7 separate regions of the Mus musculus genome follow, and regions 1, 2, 3, 4, 5 and 6 are each linked to region 7. The links are chromatin contacts, called in public Hi-C, HiChIP or PLAC-seq and promoter capture Hi-C maps. All regions are on one chromosome and are shown on one strand. Each heading gives the region's core, a stretch centred on a gene start, on an enhancer-like site or on the middle of the called end of the contact. The rest is flanking DNA. Distances are from core to core; before and after follow the strand shown. Region 1 holds the start of Ring1 (ring finger protein 1). Region 2 holds the start of Atf6b (activating transcription factor 6 beta). Region 3 holds the start of Vps52 (VPS52 GARP complex subunit). Region 4 holds the start of Agpat1 (1-acylglycerol-3-phosphate O-acyltransferase 1 (lysophosphatidic acid acyltransferase, alpha)). Region 5 holds the start of Tapbp (TAP binding protein). Region 6 holds the start of Tnxb (tenascin XB). Region 7 holds the start of H2-Eb2 (histocompatibility 2, class II antigen E beta2).

What was found. Promoter capture Hi-C pulls out the DNA fragments that hold promoters and counts their contacts. A called contact is a pair of places that touch in the nucleus more often than the background predicts. HiChIP or PLAC-seq counts read pairs in DNA pulled down with a chosen protein or histone mark.
Region 1: a contact with region 7 is called in a Hi-C map of B cells, with 6 read pairs. The contact joins the promoter of Ring1 here to the promoter of H2-Eb2 in region 7. A contact is called at or near these places in 1 of 484 Hi-C or Micro-C datasets (B cells) and 3 of 9 other capture datasets (adipose tissue, liver and pancreatic islet).
Region 2: a promoter capture Hi-C map of pre-B cells shows a contact between it and region 7, with 5 times the contacts expected there. The contact joins the promoter of Atf6b here to the promoter of H2-Eb2 in region 7. A contact is called at or near these places in 4 of 39 promoter capture datasets (cranial neural crest, liver, pre-B cells and 1 more) and 1 of 9 other capture datasets (adipose tissue).
Region 3: a promoter capture Hi-C map of pre-B cells shows a contact between it and region 7, with 2.8 times the contacts expected there. The contact joins the promoter of Vps52 here to the promoter of H2-Eb2 in region 7. A contact is called at or near these places in 3 of 39 promoter capture datasets (liver, pre-B cells and stem cell-derived epiblast-like cells), 1 of 484 Hi-C or Micro-C datasets (B cells) and 1 of 115 datasets of contacts at active chromatin or transcription factors (the SCID.adh cell line).
Region 4: an H3K4me3 HiChIP or PLAC-seq map of bone marrow-derived macrophages shows a contact between it and region 7, with 2.2 times the contacts expected there. The contact joins the promoter of Agpat1 here to the promoter of H2-Eb2 in region 7. A contact is called at or near these places in 2 of 39 promoter capture datasets (the 3T3-L1 cell line and hippocampal neurons), 1 of 484 Hi-C or Micro-C datasets (B cells), 1 of 115 datasets of contacts at active chromatin or transcription factors (bone marrow-derived macrophages) and 2 of 9 other capture datasets (adipose tissue and macrophages).
Region 5: a promoter capture Hi-C map of pre-B cells shows a contact between it and region 7, with 2.7 times the contacts expected there. The contact joins the promoter of Tapbp here to the promoter of H2-Eb2 in region 7. A contact is called at or near these places in 1 of 39 promoter capture datasets (pre-B cells) and 1 of 115 datasets of contacts at active chromatin or transcription factors (bone marrow-derived macrophages).
Region 6: a promoter capture Hi-C map of embryonic stem cells shows a contact between it and region 7. The contact joins the promoter of Tnxb here to the promoter of H2-Eb2 in region 7. A contact is called at or near these places in 1 of 39 promoter capture datasets (embryonic stem cells), 1 of 484 Hi-C or Micro-C datasets (embryonic stem cells) and 1 of 9 other capture datasets (macrophages).

The regions. Positions count from the first base shown.
Region 1 is chr17:34,023,036-34,025,962 of GRCm38.p6, forward strand. It overlaps Ring1 (ring finger protein 1), which reads right to left and starts at 1,645. Exons shown (of 7, transcript NM_009066.3): 1 at 1,475-1,645; 2 at 1,254-1,383; 3 at 258-418; 4 at 1-159. The coding sequence starts at 1,331. Mir219a-1 (microRNA 219a-1) reads right to left here and starts at 2,057; the gene lies at 1,948-2,057. Mir219c (microRNA 219c) reads left to right here and starts at 1,977; the gene lies at 1,977-2,036.
Region 2 is chr17:34,645,669-34,648,504 of GRCm38.p6, forward strand. It overlaps Atf6b (activating transcription factor 6 beta), which reads left to right and starts at 1,478. Exons shown (of 18, transcript NM_017406.4): 1 at 1,478-1,648; 2 at 1,992-2,071; 3 at 2,551-2,629. The coding sequence starts at 1,546. Fkbpl (FK506 binding protein-like) reads left to right here. Exons shown (of 2, transcript NM_019873.3): 2 at 1-1,149. The coding sequence ends at 635.
Region 3 is chr17:33,954,292-33,957,222 of GRCm38.p6, forward strand. It overlaps Vps52 (VPS52 GARP complex subunit), which reads left to right and starts at 1,509. Exons shown (of 20, transcript NM_172620.4): 1 at 1,509-1,891; 2 at 2,639-2,723. The coding sequence starts at 1,802. Rps18 (ribosomal protein S18) reads right to left here and starts at 1,374. Exons shown (of 5, transcript NM_011296.3): 1 at 1,327-1,374; 2 at 787-885. The coding sequence starts at 1,329.
Region 4 is chr17:34,604,443-34,607,387 of GRCm38.p6, forward strand. Agpat1 (1-acylglycerol-3-phosphate O-acyltransferase 1 (lysophosphatidic acid acyltransferase, alpha)) reads left to right here and starts at 1,419. Exons shown (of 7, transcript NM_001163379.1): 1 at 1,419-1,729.
Region 5 is chr17:33,918,126-33,921,100 of GRCm38.p6, forward strand. Tapbp (TAP binding protein) reads left to right here and starts at 1,353. Exons shown (of 8, transcript NM_009318.2): 1 at 1,353-1,599; 2 at 1,746-1,925; 3 at 2,124-2,384. The coding sequence starts at 1,563. It overlaps Zbtb22 (zinc finger and BTB domain containing 22), which reads left to right. Exons shown (of 2, transcript NM_020625.3): 2 at 1-1,200. The coding sequence ends at 674. It overlaps Gm19412 (predicted gene, 19412), which reads right to left and starts at 2,371. Exons shown (of 2, transcript NR_168019.1): 1 at 1,945-2,371; 2 at 1,164-1,501.
Region 6 is chr17:34,669,278-34,672,089 of GRCm38.p6, forward strand. It overlaps Tnxb (tenascin XB), which reads left to right and starts at 1,258. Exons shown (of 33, transcript NM_031176.2): 1 at 1,258-1,627; 2 at 1,778-2,812. The coding sequence starts at 1,258.
Region 7 is chr17:34,324,185-34,327,205 of GRCm38.p6, forward strand. H2-Eb2 (histocompatibility 2, class II antigen E beta2) reads left to right here and starts at 1,491. Exons shown (of 5, transcript NM_001033978.3): 1 at 1,491-1,607. The coding sequence starts at 1,508.

The DNA of each region.
Region 1 (2,927 bases), core at 395-2,894, 300 kb before region 7:
TTGTGCAGGCGGCTGAGGCGGATGAGCACCCGGTCCTGATGGGCCTCGTATTCCTCCCGGCTAGGGTAGATTTTGGAGATCAGGGCGTCGAAGTTGGGGTCCGGCCGTAGGGACCGCTTGGATACCAGCTTTTTCCGGCAGGTAGGGCACTCCTTGTTCCTGGGTGTGGGAGGAAGGGAGCTCTGTAGGGCCAACTCCCATCATGGATGCCCAGGCTGACCCGCCTGGCCCCATGGCAAACATGTCCCTCCTGTTACCCGCTCCGCAGGGCGGTGACGATGCAGTCCGAGCAGAACCTATGCAGGCACTCCTTGGTGGTCATTGTGTTCTTCAGCATGTCCAGGCAGATGGGACACATGAGCTCAGAATGCAGTGACCGAGGCGAAACCGCAATCTCTGTACCATCCATGATGGCTTCCTGGGTCATCAGAAGGTGGCAGTGGGTTGGGGGAAGGGGACTTTAGAGGCAAGCTTTGAGAAAGGTAAGAACCTGGACAGCCATGCTGACCAAACTGATGGGAATTCTGGGATGGAGGAGACCAATGACTTGGAGATTACCAGAACAGAAGGGATGAGGGCCCATTTACAAGGAGTTTTGAAACAGAAAGGCCAGGGTTTGTTGAGAGGACTAGGGCTGGGAATGGCACAGATCTATGGGTTGGAGGATATTTATGCTACAAGACTTCTTCATTTTTTGTTTGCTGTTTTCAAGACAGGGTCTCCATATGCATGTATTCCTGGCAGGCCTCTAAGCAGGCTGACCTCAAACTTAAGAGATCCACCTGTCCTGGCTTCAGGAGTGCTGGGGTTAAAGGCCTTCGCCATCACATCCGGCCTCAACAGGCTTTCTTAAAACTCTAAAGAGCAAGACTACCTAGACTAGAAGTTCAGGGTGTCTGTCAAACAGATTCCGATGTCGTCCCAGCGCACGTGAGTCAGAAAACTGGAGAGGGAATTATATTTAAGCTCGCAGGATGAATATATATATGTGTACATTGACATGTGGCTGTTGAGATGGGACAGGGCCGGGACGGTAAGTTCTGTTTACCGTGCTTCAATTAAAACGGTGATATCTGCTGTACCTCGCTGCCATGGCCACTTTGAGGGGTTAAATCGGATCAAATGAGGTAGGTGTTTTAGTGCTTTGAGAAGATAAAAGGTGATTCAAAGACAGAGTCGGGCCAAGAGTAGTGTGGCAGGGAGGGAGAGGGCTGGTGGGAGGGGGTAAGCTGGGGCTGGAAGATCCCTGTCACCTGCGGGGTCCGGTGCAGCTCATAGAGACTCAGTTCCCACGTTTTGCTGGCATTCTGTGCATTCGCCGGCGTCGTCATGGTGACGGGGCACAGACCCTCCCCCTCCAAGCGGGGCTCCGCTGAGAGAGGTCTGCGGAAGGGGGTGGGGGGAGACGCTGTCGGGGCCGCCCCTCTGCAGACCCCGCCCCCTGACCCTGGGCGTGCGCCCCGCGGCCCCTCACCCAGCTCCGGCCTTCGCGCTGCCCTGCTGCGGGCCTCTCCCCAGGAACCCCGGGGCTCCGCTGCCCTGGTCCGCTCGGTCCGCAGCTGCCACTCACGCCGCAACCCTTGCTGCCACCGCCACCGCCGCCATGGCCTGGGCGCCGAGGCTCGACGTCACTTCCGCCCTCCCTGTATCCCACCCCGCGACGGAGACGTCACCGCCCTCGCGCGCCACGCGCGCCGTGGAACCGGGTTCCCCCTCCCCCGCCGGGCGCGCGGTGAGCCGGCCCGGTGGGTGCTGGTGCATGTGGAGAGCCCGAGGGCGGAGGATCCCCTCCGTGGCGCTGATCCCCAACTTCTCTCAAGCCGGGCCTGAGAACCCCGGAAAGCCGGCCGCAGCTGCACCTCTGCTGCTGGGTGCGCGCCCTGAGATCCTAGGGCTGCGGCGGGGTCCCGGGTGTCCGGGGACCGTCCCGCGCTCCGCCCGGCCTCTCCCCCTCGAGGTTTGGGGGCGGCGGCTCGGGACGTCCAGACGCAACTCTCGGCCGGAGCCAGAGACTCGAGAATTGCGTTTGGACAATCAGGAGCCGCGGCCCGGGACGGGGAGAGAAGCGCATCGGAGGCACCGGGGATAGAGACGCCGCGCGGAAGCGGGGACACCAGATGGGGCGGGCCCCTGGGGGGAGTCGGGGAGCACACGAGTGAATGTCTGGCGTGGGAAAGTAGGCAAAGCCACTCCGGGACTCGGAGTGAAGGAAGCGGACGAGAAGGAGAGAGAAGGAGAAGGAGCAGGGCCATACCGGTTGAGAGCCGGTTCAGAGTCGGGAATAAGGGGCACAGAGGAAGAGACCGTGATGGGTATTCGTCCCCCCCGCCAGCCTGTGCAGCGGCTGCCAGGGGGTGTCCTATCTCTGGGACAAGTTAGCAGTGGGTCCCCTCGCCCCCCAACCCAGTTACCCCCTACTTCCCTGTTCTCTCCTTCAGTCCGTGGCCAGTCCTTATGTGGGCACCAGAGTCGATTAGCAAGGACCCCCTCCCCTTCCTCCTCCTCCCAGCCCCCTCCTTCTGCTCTCCTCCAGCCCCTTTCATCGGCTAGTCCATTCCCCTAATCCTGGCCCCCTCCCCTAATCCCCCCCATCCGACCCCAGGCCGGCTGCAGCTATTGTAAGGTGGAGAGAAGGGAGGGGAAAAGAGAAAGGAGGGGTGGGGGAGGGCCACCTGTTCCAAGACCCCCTTCCAAGGCCAGACTGGACACCAGGATGGGGCCAAGAACAAATCACCCTTGGGGTCCATAAGGAACTCGGGGAATGGGGGTGGGTGACTGGTGCTGCAGAACCAATGAGAGGGGGTGGGGGCAGAATCCCCTCCCTCTGAAAAGACCCAGAGTGTCACGCATACACAGTGACATACACTCTTTCCTCTCACACCCGGCGGCGGGGGTTGCCCTGGGAGACCAGGCAGTGAAAGGGAACA
Region 2 (2,836 bases), core at 228-2,727, 320 kb after region 7:
AGGGCTGGACAGAACTAACCATAGGCATAGGACAATGGAGGGAAAAAATGTGGGGGGAACTCATGGAAAAATGCCTGGAGTCTATGCGTCAAGGTGAGGAGGCAAAGATTCACCTTCCTGGATCCTCTGCACCTCTTGCTAAACTCAGACTGGATTCCTTCACCAATGGCCGGGACTCCTGGGAGATGGAGGCTATGGAGAAGGAGGCTCTGGCCAAAGAAGAACACAGAAGGGGTACAGAACTGTTTCGAGCTGGGAACCCTCAAGGGGCTGCCCGATGCTATGGACGGGCTCTCCGACTGCTGCTGACGTTGCCCCCACCCGGCCCTCCCGAACGAACTACCCTTTATGCCAATCTGGCTGCCTGCCAGTTGCTGCTAGGACACCCCCAGTTGGCAGCCCAGAGCTGTGACCGAGTGCTGGAGCGGGAGCCGGGCCATTTAAAGGCCTTATACCGAAGGGGGGTTGCTCGGGCTGCCCTCGGGGACTTGGAAAAAGCCACTGCTGATTTCAAGAAAGTGCTAGCAGTAGATCCCAAAAACCGTGCAGCGAAAGAGGAGCTGGGGAAGGTGGTCATTCAGGGAAGGAAACAGGATGCAGGGCTGGCTCGGGGACTGCGCAAGATGTTTAGCTGATTAAAGGAGACAGGAACCCGCGAACTGTGGTCTGTGTTGTGGAATTTTCAAGGGCCCCGAAGGAAGTTGTTTGAACTCGTATCTCGTTCTGACCTACAGGGAGTTAGCGACGGTGTCAGTGAGCCACTTGGTGGAGGGAGTCCCGGGAAGCGTATCCACCTCCGAGGATAGGAGAGGTTGTCTATTTGGGACTGGCTGTGGCAAACGCCAGAACTTCCGGATGTCAGGGAGTTGCATCCCAGGGAGGTGGAGTTACAAGTGGTTGCGTGTCGCCAGGTGTGGGTGCTGAGAATGTAATCCAGACCCTTATAAGAGCAACAAGCACTTTCCTTTTGGGTGGGAGGGTTTGAGACAGGGCTTCTCTGTGTAACAACCCTGGCCGTCCTGGAGCACACTTTGTAGACCAGGCTGAGATCCGCCTGCCTCTGCCTCCTGAGTGCTGGGATTAAAGGCGTGCACCACTACCGCCTAGTCGCAATAAGCAATATTAAACTGCTGAGCCATCTCTTATCCTAAATGCTGGAACTTTGCTCATTCGTTTATTCATTAATAATTCATTCATTATGCGTGTGCCTTCATGAGTTTATGGGCACCACATGGGTGCAGATGTTTGCGGACAACTGCTCAAGCATGAACACTCTAGCCCAGATGCCGGAACCCTAAGTGCTAGGAACTACATTTCCCACAATGCTAGTTTCTGGGGCCTGTACGGCGCACGCACAGTCTCGCCTGGATCGGTAAAGCGGCTGACCCGTGCCATTGGCCCGGCATGCACAGTCATTGCTCCTTCGTGTCACGTGTTCACCAACTAAGCCTCTGACTGGTCATCAGGACTTCCGGGACGCCGGTTTTCCTCAGCGAGCTCATGGATTTGCCGCGGCCGGGAGGAGGCGGGCCGGGGAGCCGGCTCATGGTGGGGGGTGGGGGGAAGATGGCGGAGCTGATGCTCCTCAGTGAGATCGCCGACCCGACGCGCTTCTTCACCGACAACCTGCTGAGTCCGGAGGACTGGGGTGCGCGGAGTGGGGCCCCGGGGGAGGAGCGGGCTGAGGCTCGCCATGGGCCCGAGGCACGCGGGAAGGCAGCAGAGGGTGAACGAGGAAGGCTGGGCGGACGCCGAGCCCATCCTCCGAGGGAGAGCGCAGCGGGACTCGCGCTTCCCCGGGATGCGGGAGGAGGGAAGACCTTGGTCTCCCGTGGGAGCACGGGGCTGCCCGGGGTCAGGGGAGAGGGGCTGGACGCCTTAGGGTGTAAGGCTGAGCGAGTGGGCGGGCGGTGGGTCTGGCCCGGCCGAGCCAATGAGGGATGGAGCCGGGGCTGGCGTGCCACCCTCCTGACACGCGGGCCTCCATGCAGACAGCACCTTGTACAGTGGCCTGGATGAAGTGGCCGAGGAGCAGGCACAGTTGTTCCGTTGCGTGGAGCAGGATGTCCCGGTATTGCTACCTCAGAGTTTCTCTTATGACCCTTGGTGGTGGGAGGGCGACCCCAAACTTGGAGTCATTGCCAAGCCACAGAGCTCATCAGGGTGTCACCCCTGCTCATGTTAAACTCGAAAATTTCGAGGAGAAAGACCAGTTTCAAAAGTCCATTGGTCTAATTGGCTCAAGTTTTATTTTAGAGGCGCACCCGGGACTAGCCAACTAAGTCAGGATTTTAGAGAGCAGCCCCTTCTGGCCTTTTGGGATCCTTCTTATGGGGTACAGATAAAAGACTGACAGCTGTGTGTCTACAGGGGCGAGAATAGGTGGTTAGTGGTTGTTAGTAAAATACAACGAAAGCAAAAGAGAAACATTTTTTTCTGTAAACTATGGAGCCTTGACACAGTGGGCGTCTTAATTTGCAAGCTGTGTCGCTCCTGTTTTGCTGTCGTACTTTCTCACCTTCCTGCCCGCTAATATGTCCCACTGCTTAGTTTGACAGCAGCTCTCTGGATGTGGGGATGGATGTCAGCCCCCCTGAGCCCCCTTGGGACCCTCTACCCATCTTCCCAGGTAAGGCGCCCTTAGGATTCCCCTCATCTTTCCAAATGCCCTTCTCTTCCCACTGCTTCCCAGAAACTAACATCCCTGTGTGCTCCTCCCTGTGATCCCTGGGGTGTTGTCTGCCCTTACTCTCCTGCCCCACCTCAGCACCACGCTACAGGCAATGCTAGGCTCTGCTCCTCCGTTACTCATTTCTGCAGTGTTGGTTTGGCACAG
Region 3 (2,931 bases), core at 259-2,758, 370 kb before region 7:
ACCTTGTCTGCATTCGAAGTCAGCTGTAATCATCTCCCAGCAGGTCACACGGGGCACAGGCATTGCCCCAGGCCCTTCAACCCCCTAGACACTGCTCTGCCCACCACACCAGGCACCTCCTGCTGTGCTATCATTGTTTGCCAAAGTGCAGAATTAAAAAAAGTCAACATGGCAAGGACTTAAAAGTGAGACTTCACAAGGTTAAAAAAATTTACTCCAACTTTTATGTCCACCTGACATTACCTCGGCTCCCCAGGCCTCCTTCAAACCTCTCAGCAGCCACCCAGTTCCATCTATACCCTAGCATCCCACAAGGTCCCACCACTGACAGGTCTCATGGCTGAACACACCTGACCAGCAACTCCTCAAATCACCAACTTCAAGTCCTGTCCCTGTCTACAAGACTTTTAGCTCTGCAGAGAAACATCCCAGCTTCCTCCTACGACCTCCCTTTTTGCCATAATGGGGAAAACTGCCAGCTTCTGTGTCACCTTCCACTGTGGCATCTGCCAATAGCTTCTGCAGACCACCCCCAACCATCACCGCTAAGCCTGGACACCTCTTAGGATGTTAGTTTACAGGAATTCTACTCAAGGTTTGCTGACAGCAGAGACTGCTCTCGGAAGCTGAAGATCTCGGGAAACCTCTGCAAGGTGGGACATGACTACACTCACACCCCACTACCCCTGGAGCAATGTTTTGGTTTAACCCTGGGTCATCATCAGGCTTTTATTGAAACGGGTTGGGTGAGTTTAGCTGCTTCTCTTTTGCCCCTAACACTTTTACCTTAATGGCAGTGATGGCGAAGGCTATTTTCCGCCGCCCATCGATGTTGGTGTTGAGTACTCGCAAAATGTGCTGGAACTTCTCAGGGATCACTAGAGACTGAAAGAACACGGGCAGTTATCAAGACAGGTTACCCCCAAACCGGGAAGGTGGCCGAGGCAGGGTTGGATTGTCTGCTAAGTTCTTACACAACTCCTCAGTCACCGGGGCTCACCCCTAACGCGCTCAGGCGCGGGAAATCGCAACCTCTGACAAGAGGGTGGACGTCGGCCGCGGCCCCCAATTCCCTGGACAGGGGAAGCGGGAGGAGCCCACACACAGCCAAGCTCCTGGCAGCTTTGCTGTGTAAGAGGAGCGAGCATTCCTCGGGGCCCCGATCCCCGGGATTTCACGTCTTAGGTCGTCCCCTCTCGGGTCACACTCCATCGCTCCACAGAGGGCTGTGGGCCCGCAGCATGGGGCACTCTCTGAGTCCTGACGGAAATCTCTCCCTGCCCCGGCTCCGATGTCGCAGGATCCCGGCGCGGATTCCGCTCTTACCATGGCGGCGGCACAGACGGCGGCGTGTAGGCCTCCTGTGGAAGAGAGAGCGGAAGTGACGTATAAGTCTTATATAGATTCCTGGCGGAAGAGGCGGGGCTATCCCCGGAGGTCCACTTCCGGAAATTGCTTCTCTCCCCGTCTCCCCCTAAGGGAGGAGTTGTATTGAGACAGTTTTGGAAGGGACCGGAGCTATAACTTCCGGTTCGGCCTTCTCTGTCGTCGTACCGTTCTTGTGTGGGCGCGGAGCGAAGGTTCCGGAACAGAGTTGTGTTCGAGACGTTCACCTTCCTGTTTGCACTTGACCGAAATGATCAAAGCCTAACCGGAGAGGCTGGAGCCGATCGCCTTAGCTCAAATATCTGGGACCCTTTTTTGCTCCATAGAAGACATTCCAGGACTTGTAGCTTTGCTTCGGGAAACGGACTTTCTGAGACTGACAGCTGCCGGAAGTCGGAAGTGAAGCTGCGGGGGAATGGCAGCCGCAGCGACCATGGCGGCCGCTGCCCGGGAGCTGGTGTTGCGGGCTGGGGCCTCAGATGTAGAGGAGGAGGAGGGCCCGCTGGTGAGAGCACGGGGCTGTAGGTCCTCCGGAGTATCGTCAGGTTGTCCCTCTCCTCAGGCGTAGGCTCCATTTAGACAAGAGGTTCGGAGCCGTCTTGCCACGGGTGATGGTGACCTAGCCTTCGTAGGGACCAAAGTGGCTGAAACCCAAGCCCCAGGGACAGTGTCAGCTTCCTGTTCACGATTTTTAGTAGAAAAAAATTTTAGTGTTTAGCGTAAAAGGTTAAGAACGTGGCCTCTGGAACCAATTTGCCCGGGGTCCCACCTCCAGCCCCACCGCTTGAAAGCTATGCTGTGTTTTCGGTGCCAAAACTTCCCACACCTTTACAGTGCAAACGCTGTTAGGACATACCTTATAGGTGGTCGTTAGGATTAGCCGAATGAGCATGTTAAATGGTGTACCAGACACAGGGGTAAACACTATGTAAGCTGGCGATTTTAGCCTCTGGAATTCCCTCAGGGATCACCTGGAATAGCTGGAAACTGAGGTCCTAAATTCAAAGGCAAGTTTGACTAGTCCTAGTTTTTTCTCATTTGAACAACTCCAGCAACTCCATGAATTGCCTGATATTCTCAGTAGCCCAAGATTGTAGATTTGAACGCATCAGAATCTTTGACCCACTTACTCCGGCACCCCCCACCCCCCAAAGCACCCCCCACCTCACTTGGAGGATTAAGGATACCCGATTATGTTTTGTTTCCAACATCTCTTTCTGTATCCCACATTCATTAACCTGTCCCTCTTCAGGGGGGGGGTTCTGGACTCCAAGAACCCCTACAACTTGGAGAGTTGGACATCACCTCTGATGAATTCATCTTGGATGAAGTGGATGGTAAGTGCTGACATGGGGTGGGAGCAAAGTAGACCCCTTTATTCTTTAGAAATATATTACATGACCCCAGTAGATTACCCTCTATGGTTTCTTTCTTTTGTATGTGTGTGTGTTTTTATTTTTAATTTATTTTTATTTTTTTGGTTTTTTTTCGAGACAGGGTTTCTCTGTAGCTTTGGCTGTCCTGGAACTCACTCTGTAGACCAGG
Region 4 (2,945 bases), core at 169-2,668, 280 kb after region 7:
CGCCGGTGTTAACCCCACTCTCTCGGTTGGACGACTTAGCCTCTCTAGGTGATTCTCACAGCAGGACCGAGCCAAAGGCCCACCGTTGTAATGTGACACAGCAGACCACAGTGGACCCCCACTCCGTCCTAAACCTTACAAGCAGAAAAGGACTGGTTCCACCCTCTTGGGAGTGGGCGCCCAAAGGACAGAGGCCGACCCCTAGGTGACCCGCCGTAGAATGGGGTAGATCCGCCCCTTCCTTGTAGTTTGCCCTGCATAGATTTGGATCTTTTTCCTGGCTGGACGGCTGGCAGCTAGGGCCTTTCCAGCACTCAGTGACCCTCACTATGGCCCAAGGCCCAGAATTAGGTAACAGTCCTCGCATTCGCAAGGGCTCTTCACCAAGCCATGTAAATCACCCAGGGCAAAGGTGTCCATGGGCGGGAGACGAGAACACGCTAGCTAAGGATTATTCAATACCTTGATAAAGGACCTGTGTGACTGAGGAATAAAGAAAGGTGAGAAGCTGGGACTCTCTATAGGAGGAGGTACGGAGAAGCGAGGATCTGGAGTATTGAAGAGGTTTAGATGCAGAATAGGCGAATAGGAGGTAGGAACGATGGACTCGTCCAGAGTGTGAAGAGGGAAGTAGGGTTTGGCCAGTTAGATACGCGGCACATCCCACCATTTTATCACCCTTAGGAAGCAGTGTTTTATTGCTCGAATTCCATCGAAAGGACTTAGCTTCTTACAGGTCTCAGCTATAGCCTCAAACTCGGATACTCTTGCCCGAGGCTCTCATGTACTGCTGTTAACAAGCATACACCACCAAAAGCCAGCGGCCAGATCGTGTGTGTGTGTGTGGGGGGGGGGGGAGTGGTTGGCTCAGATTGGGTGAATGAAGAACTAGGAAAGTACTAAGTAGGAAAACAAGGTTGAAAGGGAGAGAAGGTCAGAGGGCTCCTTTATCTTTAAAGACTAAAGGTGGGTGGAGGAGATGGAGACCCGGGACAAAGGGCAAGTGGACAGAAAGCTGGAGAGCTATTCAGGGAAAGCCCGAGGCCTGAGCAGAAAAAGGTGAGCCTACTGCTTGAATTCAGAAGGTACTTCATAAACGTTTGTGATTGAATGGGAGACAGGAAAGGCAGGAGGAAGTGTTTGGGGATCCTAGAGTTACATAGCGCTGGGGTTCAAAGAAAGGCAACGGGTTCAGAGAGCGTGCGAGCGAAGCTAGACGGGGCAGAGGAATAGAGCAGCGAGGGAGCCGGGGTCACCGGTGCTGAAACCGGTGGCCCGAGCGATGAGGCTGACCGAGGCCGCGAGCGCCACTGAGCTCCCTGGGGCGGGGCCAGCGAGAGGCCCGGCAGGCATGGGGAGGAGATGCGGGTCTCTGAAGAGGCGATTGGCGAGGCCCGCTGCCCATCATAGACCCCCACTTCCTGGCCAGCCCCGGAAGTCAGCAGGCGCTGGGAGGGGTGGGGGAGATAGCGGCGGCAGTAGCCCCGACCCTCAGAGAGCCGGCAGGGAGGGAGGGAGGGTGTCGGGGGTACTGCCCCCCACCATTCCTACCGATATGGGCCCAGCTTCCCACTCCCACCACCCCTCCATCGGCCGGGGCTAGGACATCCCCAAATCCTGTCGCCCCCTTGGCACCGACACCGAGACAGAGATACAGCCAGCCGCCACCACCGTTGCCGCAGCCTGGCTGGGGAGGGGGCCCGTCCCCCAGGCTCCCCGCCCCATTGAGGTGTGGGCGGGAAGGGGGTGGGAGGCTGTGGGAGGAGGGGGCCGAGAGGCACGGGGATGGGGAGAGATGGGGCCGGGAGGGCCGGCTGGGGACAGGGTTGCTGGGGAGAGGGGCCTGAGCGGAAGAATGGGAGCGACGAAGGCTGGGAACAGGCTCCGAGGTTGGGGGCCTTGCTCAGAGTGCAGAGGCGGGCGAGAGGAGGGATGGGAACTCGGAATTTGGGACGGGGGTGTGGACAAGGGGACGAGTCTTGAAAAGGGGATTCCCTTCGGGTTTCCCAGCCCTTCTGCTGCTTTTTGGCCCCACATGACTTCTGGGTGGCGGTGAGAAGGCCAGGACTGCTTCCTAGGAATTGCTGTCAGGCACCCGCTAACCTCTCACACGGAAGCAGCACTGATCTGGAAGCGGCCTTCCACCCAGAGCCCCTCACTAGCACACGAGTGGCCTGTGGGAGGTCCGGCGCCTTGGATAGGATGCCCGGCTTCTGTGCAGCCCTGTGCTGTGCTTTCCATGGGCTGTAGAGAATGACGTTTAAAACCCCATCAGAATGGCTATCCGCTTTCACGCCCATTGCCCCAAGTTCAGTTTGTGACACGCTCCAGGGTCAAATCTGTGTGAGGACTTGGTATGTTTCACCTGTTGGGTGTTTCCGTGCGGCCTACCTGCCCTGGGGCTTCCCGTTTGCCTTAGCTTGGTCCCTCAGCCTCACAGGTGTTCAGTTCCAGAGGGTGCAGGGTTCTTCTGCCTGTGGGGTTCAGTGGTTCAGCCCTGTGACCACAGTAACCTGTTTAGTAGGTGTGGCTCTCACCAAAGATCTGCATGGTGTGACGACACATCGATGTGGCACAACGGTGGCATGTACTGGTTGCACCTGCCATTTATTTTGTAAATTCGTTGTCGGTGTGATTGATTGATTGTATGCTCATTAACCCATTTGCCATTCCAATGTGTTTATGGATCTTCAAACATTTCTGTCTAAAGACAATGCCTTCTTCAAACCAAGTGTTACACAAGTATTGTTAATTCTGCAAAGTATTTTTTGTTTTGTCTTGAGACAGAGTCTCAACGTAGTCCTTCCTGGCTAGCCTCAAGCTTGCCTGTCTTTGCCTTCTGAGTGCTGGTATGAAAAGTGTATGCCACCATGTCCAGCTAAGGATTCTTTTTCTTTTCTTCTTTTTTATCCCCCACCCCGGGGGCCTTGGCAGTTTCACATACC
Region 5 (2,975 bases), core at 103-2,602, 410 kb before region 7:
GACCCCTCCTTCCATTGGATGTGCCGGGCAACCAGATCTTGGTTTTCCCATCCTCCTCTTCACAGGCTCCAGGCCAGCCACCAGGGAACACAGCTGAGCACGGGGCAGTGACCCTCGGGGGCACCTCTGCGGTGGGGCTGGGCATACCAAGTGGCTCTGGTGGGGCTCCTGGAGGGACAGGCAACAGCGACGGGAATAAGATCTTTCTGTGCCACTGTGGGAAGGCTTTCTCACATAAGAGCATGCGGGACCGGCACGTGAATATGCATCTCAACCTGCGACCCTTTGACTGCCCCGTGTGCAACAAAAAGTTCAAGATGAAACACCACCTGACCGAGCACATGAAGACACACACGGGCCTCAAGCCGTACGAATGCAGTGTCTGCGCCAAGAAGTTCATGTGGCGGGACAGTTTCATGCGTCACCGGGGACACTGTGAGCGTCGGCACCGGATGGGTGTGGGTGGGGTCGGATCTGGACCGGGTCCTGGACCTGGACCCGGGACACCTTCTGGGCCAGCATTGCAACCCAAGAGGGAGTCTTCCACAGTGGGTGGGGGCAGTGGCGATGAGGCAAATTCGGCCACGCCCCCGTCCCATAGGCGTGTCTGGTCCCCACCCAGCGTGCACAAAGTGGAGATGGATTTCAGTGGGGGTGGAGGTGCAGCACACTGAAGAGCAGGCAATTGGGGAGCTTAGTCTAAGAGCAATGGCTCCCGGGGTTTCCCCCACCAAACAGTCTTCCCTTACCTCGGTGGACTTGTATATATTCTAGAGAAGGGCGTGGGTTGCACCGTCGCCAGCCCGTTCCATTCCTCAGCCCCTTCCTCGAGATCTCTGGAACTAAGCTGTGTTTTTGCTTTTCCCCTGAGCACACCAGAGCCCCACCTTCACGGAGTAGTGCCAACAAGGTGGGGGAATGGAAAAGGGACCTTTTGAGCATCCTAGAGTCACAGAGCCAACAGTCAGGTTGTGCTAGTTTGTGCCTGAAGTCTGTGTTTGTGTTGTGGGACAAGGCCTTTGAGTCTTAACGATTGTCCTTTCTCCTCTTGAAGGATACGCCCCTTATTTCTGTACTACCCCACCCTTGCCATGGGGATCCCAAATTGGGTTGTCATGAAAGTGGGTGGACACAAGGTGGGAGCCGCGTAGTATAGGTCTTAATTTTTAACGGTGATTAAAATATTTATTGGTCACTTCACTTGGCTTCCCAACACCCCTCTGTTTGCTGGGACCTGGCACAGGTCTGGGAACGCGGGAGTGTGGTTTTAAGGGAGGTGGCGCGGAGAGGGCACAGCAGGAGGGCGGAGTCTAGGCTGATAAAGGGCTCAAAGTTGGCGCAGTCCGGTGAGCCAAGGGGGTGGGTGCAGGGCGAGGAGTGGCTGGAGAGCTACAGACAGGGTTTCGGCAACTCTGTTTGGCCCCTGTGGGCGGCGTTCCTCCAACGCGCAGTCACGCCCTCACCTGACCAGATCGGGGAATTTCCAGTTCCTCACCCCAGCCTTAGAAGGAAAATGAAAGTGAAAGGGGAAGAAAAGACTTGGTAGGAGAGATCGTAGCACCATGAAGCCTCTGCTCCTGCTCGTCGCTGTGGCACTGGGTGAGCAGACCCCATTTCTTCTTGTTTAGGAATAGACACACTGGGAAGGAGAGGGAGGAGGTCCCATGGCGGGTCTGAAGGGGCGGGCCGGTCGCCGGTCGCCGGACATCCTATGGCCCTCTGGTCACCGGAGCCCCTCTCCCCAGGCCTAGCGACCGTCGTCTCCGTCGTCTCGGCTGGACCAGAGGCGATCGAGTGCTGGTTCGTGGAGGATGCAGGTGGGGGTGGCCTGTCTAAGAAACCTGCCACACTGCTACTGCGCCATGGACCCAGGGGACCGCCGCCCCGGCCAGATCTTGACCCAAAGCTATACTTCAAGGTGGATGGTGAGTCTTCGGGACTTACCTGCATCTGTCGCCTCCTCTTAGCTCACGCAGGGACGCTGGGCCTCAGTTTTCCCTTTTGTAAATACGTTTGGATGCTCTCTAAGTCGTTCACTACTTTGCTAGTTTGTGCCTTCCGGCCTGTGTGTAGTCAGCACATTTCCAGTCCGGGCTACCGTTACACCCTTTTCGGTTCTGCAGACCCGGCGGGAATGCTCCTGGCCGCCTTCAGGCGGTACCCCGCAGGCGCCTCCGCCCCACACTGCGAGATGAGCCGCTTCATCCCGTTCCCTGCCTCGGCGAAGTGGGCTAGAAGTCTGAGTCCGGAGCAGAACTGCCCGCGGGCCCTGGACGGGGATTGGCTGCTGGTCAGCGTATCCAGCACTCTCTTCAGCCTCTCCAGCCTGCTGCGACCACAGCCGGAGCCTCTGCGGGAGCCTGTCGTCATCACCATGGCAACAGGTAGCCGCCGAGAGGCGCGCGAGATGGATGGGTAGTTTTTAAGGATCTAGATGGGCCAGTTCGGCGACTCGCCAAGAGGTTTGAATGGGTCATTTCTTCAACTGGGGATCAGTATATATTCTTTTGTTAAGGGAAGGGAGTTGGTTAGATTTTATCTTCACCCTTCATTGTAGGCTGAGAGTAAAATTGAAACCTACTGTGGTTTGGGGGCGGGACTTTGCAGAGGCGGTCATGGTGTCGGTTTCCAGATCCCAGAGTTTGAGAAACTCATAAGGTTAGGCGTCCCGAAACCCAAATTTTTTCTGCACCCATCCTAGGTTTCAAAAATCACACTTTGAGTCTCTTCAAAGCGCACTAGAGACTAGGGACAGTCAGCCCAGCAAGGAACCTCTTGCCAAGGCTCTCGGCCACGGTCTTTAGTGCCTCAACAGTGGCCTCTAGTGGGCAGAACGGTGGCTTGTGCACAGGTGCGGTTCTGCCGCTTGAGTTCCCAGAGATCCACCCACCACTTTGCTGTGCTGGACAGGGGAAGGGGCACTCTATGGGGTAGATCTGTCTTGAATGTCCTGAATGTTTGCTTTTCTCTCTGGA
Region 6 (2,812 bases), core at 8-2,507, 340 kb after region 7:
GGGTGTGGTGGTGCATACCTTTGACCCCAGCACTCAGGAGGCAGAGGCAGGTAGATCTTTGAGTTTGAGGCAGGCCGGGTCTACAAAGAAAGTTCCAGGACAGTCAGCACTACACAGAGAAACAAAAAACTAACCAACCAACTAACCAACCAACCAAACAAACAAAAAAGTGATTGTTGGCTGAGCATAGTGGTGTCTGCTGGTCATCTTGGCTTTGCGGAGGTAGAGACAGGATGATCAAAAGTTCAAGGCCATCCTGGGCTGCATAGTGGATGTGAAGCTAGCCTGAGCTACAGGAGACCTGCATTAAAGAAAGAGAAGGAGAAGGAGGAAGAGAGAGAGGAAGAAGAGGAGAAGGAAGAAGAGGAGGAGGGAGAAGAGGAAGAAGAGGAGAAGGGAGAAGAGGAGGAAGAAGAGGAGGAGGAAGAAGAGGAGGAGGAAGAGGAGGAAGGAGGTGAAAAGAAGGTGGAGGGGAGGAGGAGGAAGAGGAAGAGAAGGAGGAGAAGAAGAGGAAGAGAATGAGGAGGAGGGGAGGAAGAGGAAGAGGAGAAGAGGAAGAGGAGGGGGGAGGGGGAAGGGTAGAGAAAGGAGTGGGATGGACTCACTCTCACCCCTACAGGAGTCTGTCAGGCTGTGCACTGGGCACTGGGGAGCTGGTCCAGGTGTTTGGGGAAGGCCATGGCCTCTGTACTCATCGGCCAGACTCCCTTGGCACAGACGTGTTGGCACCAACCTTATCCAGCAACTTTTCATGCTAAGCACATGCAGCAGAGTGGGGTCAGGCGAGGTACCTGTTCTCATGGGATGCTGAGTGCTATGTGGAGCGTGGGCGGGCCTCTGTGATTGGGAGGGTGGGGACAAGCGGCTCTGCCCGACATGAGGATGGCCTGAGTAAGGGCAGAACTGTTAAGATGTCAGCTTGTAGGCGTCAAAAAGAGCATTCTAGACAGAGGGGGCAAAGCACAGAGGCCTTAGGGTAGTCTTTGCAGAGCAAACAGAAGATGGGTTTGGAGCATAGTATCGGTGAGAGGAACACGGTGAAGGAGGGAAGACAGTGAGCAGACGACATCAGAAAGAGACAGACCAGATCTGCCCAGAGAGGCCCTTCTTCAGCTTTGGATTTTCATCCATGTGTGAGCTGAGTTTGTTGCCAGTAGGTGTTCTGCTGATGTGTGCTGGAGATGAGGGGAACTGACCTTTACTGAGTCAGTTCTCACACGGGTGTTTTTCCCCCCCCTCCCCCCAGCCTTCTGAACCATGGCAGCTCAGTGCACCCCGTCTATTCTGACCATCCTGGTGTTGCTTGGCTTAGCCAGAGCAGGCCCATTCTCTCCTCGGTCTAATGTGACACTTCCGGCCCCACGGCCCCCTCCCAAGCCCGGTGGTCCTTCTTCTCAGCTGTACGAGCATACTGTGGAAGGAGGAGAGAAGCAGGTGGTGTTCACCCATCGCATTAACCTGCCCCCGTCAGCCGGCTGCGGCTGTCCCCCGGGCTCTGAGCCCCCGGTGCCTGCTTCAGAGGTGCAGGCCCTGAGGGTCCGCCTGGAGATCCTGGAGGAGCTGGTAAAAGGGCTTAAGGAGCACTGCACAGGAGGATGCTGTCCCACTGCGGCCCAAGCTGGCACAGGTGAGCCGCTGGTGGGGTGGGGGAGGAGGGGGGGGGAAAGAGGGTGGGGATGGGAGAATCGCCAAGCAACTAGGAGCTAAAATGACCTTTTGAAAATAAGATGTCCATAGGACACTTACACGGGCTGGGTCTCACTTCTTATTGCTCCAGGCCAGACTGACGTGCGCAGCCTCTGCAGCCTCCACGGTGTCTTTGACCTGAGCCGCTGCGCCTGTTCCTGTGAGCCTGGCTGGGGTGGACCCACCTGCTCAGACCCTACGGACACAAAGACGCCCACCTCATCGCCGCCCTCCAAGTCCTGTCCCGAAGACTGCAACGACCAGGGACGCTGCGTCCGAGGACGCTGCGTGTGCTTCCCCGGCTACAGTGGCCCCAGCTGTAGCTGGCCCTCTTGCCCTGGAGATTGTCAGGGGCGCGGGCGCTGCGTGAAGGGCGTGTGCGTGTGTCGCGCGGGCTTCTCAGGCCCTGACTGCAGCCAGCGCTCTTGCCCTCGCAACTGCAACCAGAGAGGACGCTGCGAGGAAGGACGCTGCGTGTGTGACCCCGGCTACTCCGGTGAGGACTGTGGGGTGCGGAGCTGTCCCAGGGGATGCAGCCAAAGAGGCCGCTGCGAGAACGGCCTCTGCGTGTGCAACCCCGGCTACTCTGGCGAGGACTGTGGGGTGCGGAACTGTCCCAGGGGCTGCAGCCAGAGGGGTCGCTGCGAGGACGGCCGCTGTGTGTGCGATCCCGGCTATAGTGGCGAAGATTGCAGCATGAGGACCTGCCCATGGGACTGTGGCGACGGAGGGCGCTGCGTGGACGGTCGCTGCGTGTGCTGGCCCGGGTACTCGGGCGAAGACTGTAGCACGCGGACGTGCCCGCGTGACTGCCGTGGCCGGGGCCGCTGCGAGGACGGGGAATGTATCTGTGACGCAGGCTACAGTGGCGACGACTGCGGTGTGCGGAGCTGCCCCGGGGACTGTAACCAAAGGGGCCACTGTGAGGATGGCCGCTGCGTGTGCTGGCCCGGGTATACTGGAGCGGACTGTAGCACGCGCGCCTGCCCACGGGACTGCAGGGGCCGCGGGCGCTGCGAGGATGGCGTGTGCGTGTGCCATGCGGGCTACAGCGGCGAGGACTGCGGGGTGCGCAGCTGCCCCGGGGACTGTCGCGGCCGTGGGAACTGCGAGAGCGGCCGCTGCG
Region 7 (3,021 bases), core at 241-2,740:
GCGAAGGTCTTGAGTTCAAATCCCAGCAATCACATGATGGATCACAACCATCTGTAATGAGATCTGACACCCTCTTCTGGTGTGTCTAAAGACAGCTATAGTGTACTTACATATAATAATAAATAGATCTTTAAAAAAAGAAAATGAAAATATTCTATACTGCAAAGGACACTACCATATGGGGAAAGTGGCAGCCTAGAGAATTGGAAAATATTTTTACAAATTATATGTATGATAGAGGGTATCTAATATATATGAAGAGCTAAAAAGGTAAAGCCAAAACATCAGGAAAATAAGAAAACAAAATAGATCTCAGCAGAGTGTTTTCAAAGGTGAAATATATCAGAGAAACAGTTTAAAATGTTCAACATTCATTTTTATTTTTATTTTATTTTATTCTTATTTTCATTTAATAGGGGGTTGTATATGTGTAATACTTGTTTTCTGTTCTGATTTATTTGGTACACAGAGATGGGAGGAGAGAGGGAGAGAGAGAGAGAAAGAGAGAGAAAGAGAGAGAGAGAGAGAGAAAGAGAGAGAAAGAGAGAGAGAGAGAGAGAGAGAGAGAGAGAGAGAGAGAGAGAGAGAGAGAGAGAGAGAGAGAGAGATATCATAAAGTTGGGTGATGAGGAATGGCGGGAGGAACTGAGGGAAAACATAATCAAAGTGTATTCTATGAAGTTTTCTTTTTAACAAAAGTTTTAAGAGATAGCACCAGGAATAGCTCTGAGTACAGATTTGGGCACCTAAAAACTCACTCAATGAATTGTAGTGACATTTATTGCAGGGTGGCAAATCCTACTTCAAGAACTACCAAGATAGATAAAGAGGGACCATCAGAACAGTGGATTAATCTTGGAGTTCCTATTCTGAACTGTCACTCAAAGCACATTCTTGATCTAGGTCGTCACCGTTACTTAACATAATGTGTAATCATCATGCAGCACACGGTTCACATTTCACAAATACTATGATTGTATTTTATACTGTAATTCACACTTTATGTTCAGTGATTGTCTTCGTTCTAACCTTATATGCACACATTAGCAAAGAGTTCTTATGACCTTTCTTAGGATAAAGCAGAAGGCAAGTAAATGTTAGAGGATTTCCCTCAGCAGATGGGGAAGTCATAGGAGGAACCCCAACTGGGACTGGACTCTCACAGGTTCAGTTAGCCTGAGGCAGACTGATGGTGTCAAGGCTGCCATCAATCAGAGTTGGTGGCTCAGTACAGCGTCCATGCAACTGCTGCAGAGCCACACTGATCAAAGCTTCTAGGCTCTGAGCTGAAGCAGTCTGTCTGCTTAACAAAGGAAACTGGAAATTTCAGAAAGACCTTCACTCTGCGCCTCTGACCAGCAACTGATGCTGCTGGTGCTCTTGGCTGCTGATTGGTTCTTCAGCACTGAAGGTGCCCAACCCAGCACCAGTGGGTGGAGTCTCTCACCCTTGCCAGTCAGCCAGGTTGGCCTGCCTCTCTAGCAACCAACCTCTCCTCTCCTCAAGCATGGTGTCTCTGTGGCTCCCCAGAGGCCTCTGTGTGGCAGCTGTGATCCTGAGTCTGATGATGCTGACCCCTCCGGTGATTTTAGTCAGGGACCCACGACGTAAGTGCACCACCTCTCATGTTCTGAGTTGCTAGGGGTTGGGAACAAAGGGGCTAGCTTCATTTTGTCTACAATTGGTTTTAAAAAAACTTCTCAGTTTTTCTTTGATCACCTCTCTTAATCATACGAATCTCATATTATTTCCATATAAAAGTGTCTTAGATGTTCTTTTGAGACCCATGAATGGAATTGACACATGGGTCATATTCCTTCCCTCCTCATGTGTCCGGTCAACACTGACATCACATTTCCTACATGAAAACGACAGGGCACTTAAATAAGGACCTGTATAGCACCTGTCTGAAATGTTAAGTTGGAAAATTTCCCTGAAGATTTCATGAGCAATTAAGGGGAGTTGGGGGGCCCTGTCCTAAAGACTGTGCTGTGCCCTTACTGGGATCTGTGGCCTGATCTCGTCTCCCTGAATCCCAGAGTTTTTGAAACCTCCATCCCCGTGCTGGGATGCTGTCAGGGGAAGTAGTCAGGGTTCTCTCTCTGCTGTTGATGGCACCCTAGAGCGGACCCTGGGACTTAATATTTGAATCTGCCTCCTAGACAAGGAATACAGATAATATACTCTTGGTACCTGAAACTTAACAGTTCTTCTGAAACAGTGCACTGTGTCTCAAGCATCAACTGCATTTCTGCCTGAGGGTGAAGGAGAGGATCCACCTGGTTTCAGATGTGAAGTTCTATTTTCATATAGAAAATATGTCAGAATCAACAGTTACATGTGGTTCAAACTGAGTACCCAGAGCCTGGGGGTTGGGGCCAGACAGCGTGAAGGCTGCTAATGTCTCCTGGGGTTAGAAGACAGTCAGGAAATAAAGTGTCTGGTGTTGTGCGACTTCCCCAAGCTTTGAAGGTTCCATTGCTCACCTTCTCGTCTCAATTATCTGTGTGGGCTTGTTGGTCCTCACTACATCTCTCTGCCCTTTCCATGCACTGTGTAAAGGTCATCCTTGTCTAATTCAAGTGCTGATATTTTGCCCTCATATCTTGTTTCAATCCAGACATGGCCATGTAATGGTCATACCAAGAACCTCCTCTCTCATGTTTGTGTAAATAATTCTTATCGTTTCTTTTATGCCTTGTCAATAAATACTGATCATGCAATGGCTGGGCAGAAGAGAGAATAGGGTGGGACATCTGCCAATCAGAGGAAGGATTTGGAGCCATGAGGAAGAGATTTGGAGAAAGACCATGGAAACACCCCTGAAGCCAAATGAGCCATATCAATAATAATATGCATGAGACATGGCATGTTGGCCAGATTAGCATAGAAGGTGAAGGCAGATCATTTAACTGCTCAGCTATTGAGGTGCAGTTGTAAATGAGTCTTAGTTTCTCTGTGAAGTTTTTGGTGATTACCATAATGTAAAGAAATACAACTGCTGGACTCATACACTGCCAA